Regions from separate parts of the Mus musculus genome. Here regions 1 and 3 are each linked to region 2. A link is a contact called in public Hi-C and HiChIP or PLAC-seq data. All regions are on one chromosome and are shown on one strand. The core of a region is the stretch at or near the end of the contact, and the rest is flanking DNA. Distances in the headings are between cores, read along the strand shown. Region 1 overlaps Gm41230 (predicted gene, 41230). Region 2 has its middle 27 kb from the start of Klf5. Region 3 has its middle 12 kb from the start of Gm41230.

Region 1 (3,936 bases), core at 819-3,318, 220 kb before region 2:
ATGCCAAGGGAATAACATAAAATATGATAGAGGATACCCACCATGATTCTCTGGCATACACACACACACACGTACACATGCATGCACACACAAGCACATGCAATTGCTTAAAAGTTGAATGAGATTTGAATTGATATCATAGCAGAAACTATTTTCTTCTTTGAAAGAAAACAGAGAGCTTCCTAATGGTAGAAGAGATGCTTAAGGCACAAAGAACATCTACATAGGTACATAGTGTTGCTCAAATAGATATTTAGTAGTAACTGGAAACTTTTTTTCTTGTCACACTGAAAGTAGGGGTGTGTCTTCTGATATCAGGTAGGTATCAGACATAAGAGATATTAGGCAACATCCTACAAGGCAAAAGATGTCCCTAACAGCAAGAAAGACTATCCAAACAATCATGCCAATGATGCTGAGGCTGAGAATTTGTGTGTTGGAACACTGTAGGACAAAGGTCAGTATACTTTTCCTTAAAATCTAGGTGAGAACATTTTGAGTTTTGCTATTATTATACAGCCTTTGTCACAATTGTCCAATTCAGCCTACGAAGTACAAAGCCAGCCCCAGGAACACCAAGTGGCTGCCTCTGAACTCTTGTACAATCCTATTTACCAAGGCAGGTGGCTGGACCTAGCTGATCCTCCTGGCTTGGTTTATTTCTCTGGATAGAGTCATTCTCATCTTAGAGATTCCTAAAATTCTTATTTCTAGAACTGGAAATTACTTTAATTATCATCATGTGACACATTGATAGAAGTCTAACTTTATGAGTCATGTCTAAAGTGAGAAAAAAAATCACAAGTTCTAGCATGAAATTATGTTGACAGAATGAAACTTGTGGTGTTTTAAACTTATTTTTAAAGAAAAATGCTTCTCTGATGTTGTGCAAAATAGATTTAAAGATTTAACACCATGGTCTCCTCTCCTGAACAAAGTAAGACAAATGACTATACTAGAATAGATGTGCACAGAGTCTCTTAGCCAGAGATTCTCGGGTTTTTTATTTGTTTTTCTTCATGATTCCATGAAGTGTCAACAAAGAATCTCAGAAACAAACTGGGTGGAGGTTTAATCCCAGCACTTGGGAGGCAGAGGCAGGCAGATTTCTGAGTTCAAGGCAAGCCTGGTCTACAAAAGTGAGTTCCAGGACAACTAGGACTACACAAAGAAACCCTATCATGAAAAACCAAAAACCAAAACAAACAAACAAAAAATCTCAGAAATATTACATAAGCTTGCTTAAATATATGCAAAATGATGTGGCTGCATACATATATATACATTTTTATGATGTCCCTAAGTTTGTAGGAATGCAAAATCCACTGCTAAGCTACTCAAGGCCATGAGCTTCAGGCACGAGCTATCCTAAGGGCCTGCATAATTGAACTTACCACATGTGAGCAGAGTGGGCTCTGTCATAGACTGAATGAGTTGTCACCAGTTACAGCACCATTGGTAATCAACCACGTGAAACCCACCTTGCAATCCAGGTTGTATTTGGTGTAAACATTTGGCAAAGGCACAGTTAGGAATCTACACTTTTATATTGTCTTCCTAATGTTTACTCTTTTTTATTTTTTCTCTCCTTTTAACTGCGCCTCGTCCCAAAGAGCCATCTGAGATGTCTTGTGCAGCAGCTAAGTCTATGTAGTAACAGGATACAAAGTTTTTAAAGTAAAAAAGTCTGTAATCTCAATACTCAGGAAGCTGATGGGGGCAGGGGGGTGACTGTTAGTTCTGGCCAGCCTGAACTATATAAGGAGATTGAATCTCAGAGATAAATAAAGATGACGGTACAAAGAAGACACAGAGGGTATAAAGTACAGCCATTGATGGGACAGTTCTACGTCCAAGTCCCTTACATTCCATTTCAGATGTGCCGGTTTATTTCCAGCACCCCTGTTTGCTGGACTGAAAGAGGTGATTTCTACATGACATTTTCCTTATTCTCGGGCTTTATCGGCAGTCTAGCAATCAGTCCACAAACATTTACTAAGTCTCCGTTGTGAGCAAGGCATTTTATTAGGTGGCACTGTGAGTCACAAGGAAGTTTCGCCTACTGAATCATTAACCTCACTTCCTGTATTAAGTGTGCCCTTCGAGAGGCTCTTCTGTCATCTGGCCACAGTAATGGGCTTATGAAATCAGATTTCAATTATAGCTTAACTAAAGAAAGTCCAGAGTAGCCGCCTCAGAATGGGAAAGCAGAGACCAGGGAAAGAATGACAGGCAGAGATAATGGAAGAGACAACAGCCGCTCCAGTGGGAACGGAACTTACAGTCACCAACAGGCCTTACAAAACACTGGCCTTAGAGATGAATGAGGGAAATAGATCAAAATGCTAAGAAGAGTTTTCCAAAGCTTCAACACAGGTCACTGAAGTCCCTGCATGTGGACAAATAAGGGACATTCTTTCCCTAGGGGAGAGAGGATGACGATATCAGATGAACAGAAGGAGTGAAGGCTCTCTAAGACTCACTACTGTCAAGACAAATGCTCAGGATAGGACCCATTCTTCAGATATGTAGCTCTCAAAAGATGGGACATTGAGTTTCAAGATGGAATTGACTTGGTTAGGGAGCCCCACACCCATACCCCACTAAGCCAGAATCCAAATGTCCTACTTTTCTTCTGCTTCCACTGCACAAGGTTAAATTGCTGAGTCATGGTGATGTTGAGCGAGGACAGAAGCATTCTTTAAATTATGGAACATAGCTGCTTCTTCCTGAAGCGAACAAGAAACAGAATCGCTCCGAGCAGTGCGTGCTTAGTCTCTATTGTTGCAGTTGTTACCATGCAGTCACAAACAAAATTCGATGATGAAAGAATTAAGTTCATCTATCCATGCAATATCATTACTCACTTCCTAGGTTCTGGAGCTCCCTAAAGCAAAGGGAGAATATAATTCCAATATATTACATTGCTAGTTGGTTTTATAGCTATCAAGTTCGTACAGGCACATAAATCAGAAGGTATTCAGAGAAAAGAGGCAGATGTTTGCATTTTCCAGACAAGTAAAATCATCTTCTCCCTTATATGCCACCAATCCTCAGCCTTTTCATAAATATAAGAGCTGTAAAAAATCAATTGAGATCCAACATCTAAGTAGTTTGCAGTCCCCTGCCTCTACTCCTGCCCCCACGCTCCAAGTTTTCAGAGCTATCAGAGTAGGACCTGAAGACATTCTGCTATTAATTTCCATAGCAATAAAATTTATAGCAAGGTGTCCAATGTCATGTGGAAGCAGAAGCAGGCAGAAACTGATCCCTATTTTATTAATTGTTTGTTTTGTCTTATTTGAGGTAAAGTGTTTTTTCTATAGCCCAGCCTGGATTCAACTACAATTCTCCTCACTCTCCCTCCCAGGTACTTGGATTACATGTGTCTGAAAATGGCTTTGGAATTTTTAGAATAATCTTTTCCTCAATGTTTTATTCAAAGGTATTCATCTGAACCACAGTGGAGATAGAAGAAGAAGAAGAAGAAGAAGAAGAAAAAGAAGAAGAAGAAGAAGAAGAAGGAGGAGGAGGAGGAGGAGGAGGAGGAGGAGGAGGGGGGGGGAGGAGGAGAAGGAGGAGGAGGAGGAGAAGAAGAAGAAGAAGAAGAAGAAGAAGAAGAAGAAGAAGAAGAAGAAGAAGAAGAAGAAGAGAAGGAAGGAAGGAAGGAAGGAAGGAAGGAAGAAAGAAAGAAAGAAAGAAAGAAAGAAAGAAAGAAAGAAAGAAAGAAAGAAAGAAAGAAAGAAAGAAAGAAAGAAAGAAAGAAAGAAAGAAAGAAAGAAAGAAAGAAAGAGAGAAAGTGAATATATTCAAAAGTCAGTCCACTAAAGAGGTTCTGACTTGAAACTGGTTTTTCAACAGACTATATTCTTTTTGCTTTGGTGCTTTGGCTCCTTGTCAACTTGCACACAGTCCAAGGCACATTAAGATACTTGA
Region 2 (3,941 bases), core at 1,265-3,764:
TTAAAGGTGTGTGCCACCATTCCGGGCTTGATAACTATCTAGTAATCAAAACGGAATAAAGCAAGCAAAAAGGAATAAAATACTAGCCACGTACAGGGTCACATACTTGCAATTTCAGCATTGGAACACTAAAGCAAGAAGAAGGTCATGTGTTCAAGTCCAGCCTAGTCTACATCGCAAGTCTTGGACCAGCCTGTTCGGCACAGTGAAATCTTGTCTTAGAAAAAAATAGACTGAAATGCATTGTAATTCTTCCTTATGAGGCTACAATGTCCCGTGCAGAGGTTATAGTGACACATATCTGTGACCTTAGCTGATCCAGAGGCAGAACCTGGGGGATCTTGAGTAAAAAGCCAAACTTGCTTATTTTGTGAGATTCAGTCTCAAAGTAAAATATGAGTCACAAAGGACTGAGGATAGTGTTCCAAAGTGGAGCCCTTACCTGACACCTTAGGGCCGCAGATCTAATGTCCAACCGTTCAGCAAAAAGACAAAGTAAATCTTTACAAACAAAATTTCAGAATAGTTGCTACTGAGCTTCCTCCCCGGGGTCATAAAGGGTAGTCAGAGAAACGCGGGCAAATCCTAGGTCATGAAATGATGAGAATAGGGTTAGCTCAGCTCAGAAGTGACCACCAGTCAGCTTCCACAACAACTAACGTTTTCCTTCAGGCTCTGTGCAAATGACTGAAAGGAACAGTTATAGGTGAAGGAAAATGCTTCAGTTGTTTTGTTGGGGTTTTTGGGGTTTGTTTTTTTTTGTTTTGTTTTTGGTTTTTTGGTTTTTTTGTTTTTTTTTTTTGTTTTTTTTTCCTGCCAGAACAAAAAAAAAAAAAAAAAAAAGGTCTGGAGATAGAAAACATCTAATTTTAATGTAACACTAAGTCTAAACGCAATGCTGAGTCCAAAGACAGTACAGCTGTTTGGATTTGGTTGTTTAGCTCAGCTGTTTTATTCTGAGCCGGGCACAGCTGCCTTTTGATGTCCTCTGGTATTCATGACTGTGCTATAGCAGGGTTCAAAGCAAGCAAGCAAGCAAGCCAGCCAGCCAGCCAAGGCTGGGCCTGCCACTTCCAGTGACAATTCTGCTCAGTTTTGGCTGTGTTCTTCTTGTGAGCTTTGCCTTTTTCTCCAGAGTGCTACTCTCAAGAGCAGCTCCGTTCTCAGAAGGATAGCTCAGTGCTTTTCTTCAGTCAGTTCCCAGAACCCATTCAAACTTAAAATGGCGTTACAATTAATGATTGTCTGTTCAAGACAGGGTCTCACCATGTAGTCCTAGCTGCCTCAGCCTCTAAGCATTGAGATGACAGGAGTGCACCACCTTGTTTTGCAGTCAGCCGGATTATTTTAGGCTAAGCCCACAAGGTGCAGAGCTAGTCCAGCATGAGCGAGGCCCTGGGTTTGATCCCTAGCTGTGAGCACAATCAGGCACTGTGGCGCATGTCTATAGTCCCACGAGGTAGGCAGGGAATCGAGAGTTCAAGGTCATCCTCGCCTACACCGCGTGTTTGGGGCCAGCCTGGGCTACTTGAGATCTTACAACAAAACAAGAAAGCAAACCAATATATATATATATATATACACACACACACACACACACACAAATAATTACTTCCTGTGTGCAGAGGTGGTTCACTGTTGCAGTGCAGAAGTGGGCGTATGTTGTAGTGACATTTTAAAAGTAATGCTTGTCATCTCCACCTAAATAGTTACAAATGGAATAATAACGAGTTTGAGGTGTGCTTTTAGATAATAAAGGAGTAACAAGCACGGGCAGGTAGAAGGCCCGGGAAATTTAAGTCAGATGTGAGTTGGCCCCTTGTTAAAGCTGAATACAGAGAGTGATTGTTCATTATGCCTGGCTCCTTTTATATTTGTATGAGAATTTCCATGAGAAAAAAATGTTTTAAATATGTAAATGTAAAATCATAAATGTCTATAACCCTTGCCACCTTGGTTCCATATCTAATGATCTATATTCAGAAACCCTCAAGCCCACGCAGATGCAACTAAGTGGAGGGGATTTTCCTAAAGCACTGAGAGAGCCGATGGTTGGAAACCACAGTCCTATCCAACGCTGAGGCCATGGGTCAAGGGGACTGTCATTCACTTAACCATTCTTATGACCTGACCGCCTCCACCTTAGAACTAAGAGCAGCAGGATAATCTTAACAAAGCTTAGCAGGTCCTACAAGGACTCTGAAGGACAGTCCAACAGGAAGTCTTGCCCTGGAAGAGTGGTGGCCCACAGAGAGGCAGGGAGTAGGGGGAGGTAGACAGCTCCGCAGGAGGAGTCACAAGTGGTGTGTACTAAAGGAATTCCTACTGAAATACTTAGGAATGGAAGAATAAAGTGTTTGAGACACACTTTTGAATAATAAAAGGGTAGGAAGCAGGAAGCCAGCGGAAGAACAGGCCAATTAAAGTTGCAAGTGAGGTGGTCATTGTTGAGGCCTGGAAATGTGCTTGGAAATCTGAGGGATCAGTATGCCAGCAATGGTGATGAGTCAGTACCCAAGAGCGCTGACAGACCCAGGTGATGTCACCACTTCCTGCCTCAGGAAGTCTCAGGTGGGGGAGGAGGGCTGGTGGCCCATAGATCAGATCAAAGGCCTGGGCACTTTTCTCCCTTCCTCTCTAAGTCCGAGCAGCAGACATGCCATTCGGTGGCACAGAGCTTTTTTTTCAGTTGGTGGACAGAGCACTTCCTGGGTGGCTTCTCCAGCTCTGGAGTCTGGTCCTCTGCCCGACAGCTCAAGTCCTCCCTGGGTCCTCTAGGGATAGGTGGGATCTGTAGTTCCTTCTCCAAGCAGATAGACCCACTTACATCGTCTTCTCCAGGCTAACATCTATAGGCTGGCCAAGGTTTGCTGAACGGCAAAGGAGCCTGGGAAAGCCTGTGCATAAACTGAAAGCTGTCTTGGGGTCCAGCCTCCTTAGCTTCTTGGTTATGATAGGATGACCTACACGGATCGGAAGTAGGGGGTCACGCACACATGGAAGAGGTGTGGGCCTGAATTTGGAACACCGATCTCTCTCTCTCTCTCTCTCTCTCTCTCTCTCTCTCTCTCTCTCTCTCTCTCTCCATCCTTCCTTCCTTCCTTCCTTCCTTCCTTCCTTCCTTCCTTCCTTCCTTCTTCCCTCTCTCCTTTCCTCCCACCTGTCTCCCTCCCTTCCTTCCTTCCTTCCTTCCTTCCTCTTCCTTCCTTCCTTCCTTCCTTCCTTCCTTCCTTCCTTCCTTCCTTCCTTCCTTCTTCCCTCTCTCCTTCCCTCCCACCTGTCTCCCTCCCTTCCTTTTCTTTCTTTTGAGACAGATTTTCTTTGTATAGCCCTGGCTGTCCTGGAACTCACTCTGTAGACCAGACTAGCCTCAAATCTCAGGATCTATCTGTCTCTGCTTCCAGAATAGTGGTATCCAAGGCCTCTGACACCCCTCTCTCCCAAACATTGGCTTTCTATTGCTACACTTCAACTAGGAAAGACAAGCCACTTCAACTTCCTGGTTAGTATTTTCTTCCTCTGTCAGGTTAATACAATAATAAGCACATTGGGCTTGAGAGATGATTCAGTGGTTAAACGGCTTGATGCACAAACATCAGGACTGGAGTTCCACTCCTCTAGAACATGTAAATGCTAGGTAGGCATAGCAACCAGCCGCAATGACAGCCCAGGAAGGGAAATGCAGAGGATCCTCAAGCTAACAAGCAAGACGAGCGTAGGAACCCCAGCAAATGAACTCTCACACATGTGCACTCATGCACGTGCAAAGCATGCATTTCCACACTCCTGCACAACACAGGACATTCACAAAACGAAACATCGAAGAAGACAACACAGCCTTCTATAGTAAGGTGCGGCGGCGGCACATACTTGTAATCCCAGCATCCCTAACTGCAAGTTCAAGACCAGCCTGAGGTATATGGTGAGACTGGGTCTGAAAT
Region 3 (3,807 bases), core at 624-3,123, 190 kb before region 2:
TTCTCTCTTTTGCCCAACCATCAAATGATCAGCATTTATTGACAAGGCAGAGAATAAATGGTAAGCACTATTTACACCAACTTGAGTCAGGAGAGCTAAAGATAAACATTGCAGTGCCACCCAACATAAGATATGAGGGCAGGGAAATCAGCATTTGAATAGCACAAGGGTAAACTTCACACACAGTACAAAAACATTATACCTACACCAAGTATACAGAGATAAGTGGTTCTTGCCACAGGAGAGACACTAGAGTAGTAAACACATGCATTAGGATATGTGACAAGTCTTATAGAGTCACAATGGGGACATAACAACTGAGTGGATTTTTAAAATCCAGGCTCTTTGAGTTCTATTTTCAGCACCTCAAACATCCCCTTACTAAAATATTTTCCTAAAATATGTCTCCTTTGGCTTTGTAATATGTTACCAATGGCATCCTGGACCATGACGTTTACTTTCCCATCTATGTTCTTCCTTCAGATATCTAGATTATAGAGTAATGCTTCATCTCTGTCCACTATTTAGGCATCTACTGTGTTTAGGTTGATTTATGTCACATCATAAACAATGTTTAATTAGCATCAAGCTATCTGGAAGACTTCATTCTTTGGTTAAAATATCTGAGTCTTTTTCTTATTTTTCTATTCTTGGGTCTTTGGAAAGAATTCTACAAGAGTTTGGGTATGACATCTAAAATAAAAATAAAAGCTACCTTACTGATCCAAGGAAATTCTACATCAGCATATCAAATTATATCCAAATAGCTGGTATGAAAATCACTACCCAGATTTCATAGCATAATCAAACAATAACAAGAAGAGGGGGGTGAAGTCCTTCAAAATATGACTGAGGTAAGATAACCAACAATGTTTATCTTCCCCTGAGCTATTGTGATGATTAATAAGATAATGTTCACAAAGACTTTGAAGGAGTAATGTAATGTTCTTTGAAGCATTATCATTTTTTTATTAATGAGTTTTGACTCTGATAGCTGCCAATTGCACTGCACCCATGGTAAGCCTGCTGATGCCCTACTGAAGGAAGAGAAATAAGATATGAGAAAGCAGATAACACTTGCTCTGGGCGAAAGCCAGTTCCTGTTAGAAGCAGAAGCTATAGGTAAATCGCAAAAGCAGTGGGCAGGGTCAGACACTGCTGAGATGGGAGGGAAGCTACCATAGAAACAAACACACCTCAGATGCACAAAGAAACTATACAGAGTCCAGAGTTGCAGACACCAAAGTTATTTGACTTGCGTTGACTCATTCCATCCCGAACCATGAAAGCAAACAAATATCAAACGCCTCTATCTTTTGGGCAAACGGTGGGAATCTAGCATCTTGGATAGCAAAACAGATGCAACAGCTTCTGTTTTCAAGAGTCTGGCTTCGGGGGACAGTGGAGGGGGTGGAGAAGCATAGAGATATTGCTTGATGTCTTGATATTGAATTGGTATATATTGATATGATATTGATATATATTGATATGGGATATGTGGAAGAAATATGTGCAGCAGAGAGGGACAGTTCAAAGAAGGGTTCCATTCAAGAAAATCTGGGCTTTCAAGGGCAGGGCAAGAAAAGCATTTCAGGCAGAAAGAGCTTCTACCACACAGATAGTAGCGAACACAGTGTTCACTACAGTTGTACCTATGACTACATCACACACAGTGACCCTGGGACATGGAGGAGGGCTTAAGTAGCTACAGGAAAAGGTAAGGCTGGGCTTTGGAAATTAAGATTAATTGTAAAGACTGTGAGAAGCCTTTGAAACCAAGGTGATCTTTACAGTTGATAGGACTTCATTAGCGTTAGAATGAAGCTCAGACAGGAGTGAAGCCTGGGCTAGAAGACCATTTAAGAGTCTATTGTAATTGTCTGAGTGAAGGGTGCAGCAGAAGAGACAAAGTCACACCTGCAAAGCAAGAAGCAGCTCTCCTAGAAACTGAGAAACAGTGGACATGGGGGACGGGCAGTGGTAATATCATGAAAGACTTTCCCAGGCTTGTGATTTGGGCCACAGGTCAGTGCAATCACAGAGAAGGGAAGACCCAGGAGGTCAGAAACACATGCTTTTCTTCTTGTGTGTTCCACAGCTTGTTGACAGACCTCGCCATGCAGCCTGCCCTCAGAGAACCTATGTACCTCAGTCTATGCTGTCCTGTGAGAAGGAAGGAACTCCAGCAGGAAAAGCTGCTTCCTTTCTCTGCCTTGGAGCAGGCTTTCAGAGGGTTAAAGTAGCTTTAGAGAAAAATTCAAAGAGTCTCTGCCACTCCCCTTTCAAATTCCTTAATGGAACTTGAATGAAAATAAAGGTTCACATGAAGTTCAGAAAACTTTAAAGCACTATTTAATGGTAGAAGCTCAGCCATAAGAATTGCTTCATTTCTTATTCAATTGCATGAGCTTATAATTTTCTAAGAATTGGGAATTTAACAGGTAGTCCTTATTTATATTCACCAATTAAAATCTGCCAATAAGAACAAATATCTCAAACATTTCAAAATAACAAAAATATTTCTTTGGCATAGATATTCAAACATGAAGAAATACTCCAATGTAATTATAGGGCTATTTTAAACTAATGAAATGTCCAAGATTTTTAAAGTTTTAAAGCCAAAAATTTGGGACACCAAAACTTAAGAATTCATCATATTTCCATGAAAAAAAAATATTGAGTTCCTGCATTTGTGGAGGAACTCAAACACAATTTACTAAAATTTGATTTAGCATTCTCTAAAGTAAAAAGAGATGCAAGGAAACCTTCAAAAACATTTAAAACTGCCAAGTTCTGTTGTGTTAAAATATGATTTAAAACATTTAGGGGGAAAATTAAAGTTGTGTAAGATGTGGGAGGCATGTTGCAAAATATAGAAAAAGGTTAGCCAGGAAACTCCAAATAAAATAATACATACAGCGCAAACATGCTATGAAGCCCCACATCTCGCTGTGTGGCCAGATATGCAAATTAATTTACTAGTTGGATGAGGTAGGAGCAAGACTGATGTCCAAGCATTATTGCCAAGGTAACCAAAAGTCTTAGAGCAGTGGTTCTCAACCTGTAGGGGTCGAACAGAGCCTTTCACAGGGGCTGCCTAAGACCATCAGAAAACACAGATATTCCCATTACAATTCACAACAGTAGCAAAATCACAGTTATGAAGTAGGAACACAATAGTTTTATAGTTGGGGGGTCACCACAGCATGAGTCTGCATTAAAGGGTCACAGCATTAGGAAGGTTGAGAGCATTGTCTTAGAGGAAGACCACTGTTGGCAATTCCAAAGGTCCGAGTGACTCCTGAACTTTCCATGAGTATAGCTGTCTGTTCAGGGTGTTCCAAACCTGAGAGGATAAAACTTCCTTCTTCCACAGATAGACGCAACAGCATCAGAGTTAAAGACATGCTCACTCAAGGAACATTCTCAGAAATGCAGAAGTATTAGACGTCATCTCTGGAATAAACCCAGTGCTTTTAGGTAATCAATTAAGGTTTAATCAGGAGTCAAAGGCAGGCGGGGAAATCTCTGAGTTTGAGGCTAGCCGGGTCTACTGAGCAAGATTCAGAAAAGCCAGAGCTGCACAGAGAAACCTTGTCTCAATAAATAAACAAACAAATAAAGCAAACAAAGTTGCTTAATGAATAGCAACAATTAAAGCAAACAATGCATTTTCTGGTCAAGGACAGGTTGCAGAATCATTGCCTTAGGAAAAATCCAATGCTTTTAAAGAACATTGCCTATGTATAACAGGTAAGAAACCTCTCACTGAAAATAACATATCAAACTATTGACACTCCCTTACCC

Evidence for each region. A called contact is a pair of places that touch in the nucleus more often than the background predicts. HiChIP or PLAC-seq counts read pairs in DNA pulled down with a chosen protein or histone mark.
Region 1: a contact with region 2 is called in a Hi-C map of pancreatic cancer cells, with 5 times the contacts expected there. The contact joins two enhancer-like sites. A contact is called at or near these places in 2 of 484 Hi-C or Micro-C datasets (the AML12 cell line and pancreatic cancer cells) and 2 of 115 datasets of contacts at active chromatin or transcription factors (both in embryonic stem cells).
Region 3: a contact with region 2 is called in an Esrrb HiChIP or PLAC-seq map of embryonic stem cells, with 5 times the contacts expected there. The contact joins two enhancer-like sites. A contact is called at or near these places in 8 of 484 Hi-C or Micro-C datasets (the AtT-20 cell line, colorectal tumor organoids, cortical neurons and 1 more), 9 of 115 datasets of contacts at active chromatin or transcription factors (SST interneurons, a colorectal cancer cell line and embryonic stem cells) and 1 of 9 other capture datasets (embryonic stem cells).

The regions. Positions count from the first base shown.
Region 1 is chr14:99,546,888-99,550,823 of GRCm38.p6, reverse strand. All of the region lies in intron 1 of Gm41230 (predicted gene, 41230), which reads right to left. Among named protein-coding and RNA genes, the nearest start is that of Gm41230, 27 kb to the right of the region's middle. Within about 2 kb of position 2,068, at least 72 of the 459 cell types and tissues checked have an H3K27ac peak or open chromatin away from gene starts, as enhancers often do. A contact at or near this core is called in the AML12 cell line and pancreatic cancer cells, where this site is marked.
Region 2 is chr14:99,323,299-99,327,239 of GRCm38.p6, reverse strand. No RefSeq gene overlaps it. Among named protein-coding and RNA genes, the nearest start is that of Klf5, 27 kb to the right of the region's middle. Within about 2 kb of position 2,514, at least 75 of the 459 cell types and tissues checked have an H3K27ac peak or open chromatin away from gene starts, as enhancers often do. A contact at or near this core is called in the AML12 cell line, colorectal tumor organoids, embryonic stem cells and 1 more, where this site is marked.
Region 3 is chr14:99,508,372-99,512,178 of GRCm38.p6, reverse strand. No RefSeq gene overlaps it. Among named protein-coding and RNA genes, the nearest start is that of Gm41230, 12 kb to the left of the region's middle. Within about 2 kb of position 1,873, at least 10 of the 459 cell types and tissues checked have an H3K27ac peak or open chromatin away from gene starts, as enhancers often do. A contact at or near this core is called in colorectal tumor organoids and embryonic stem cells, where this site is marked.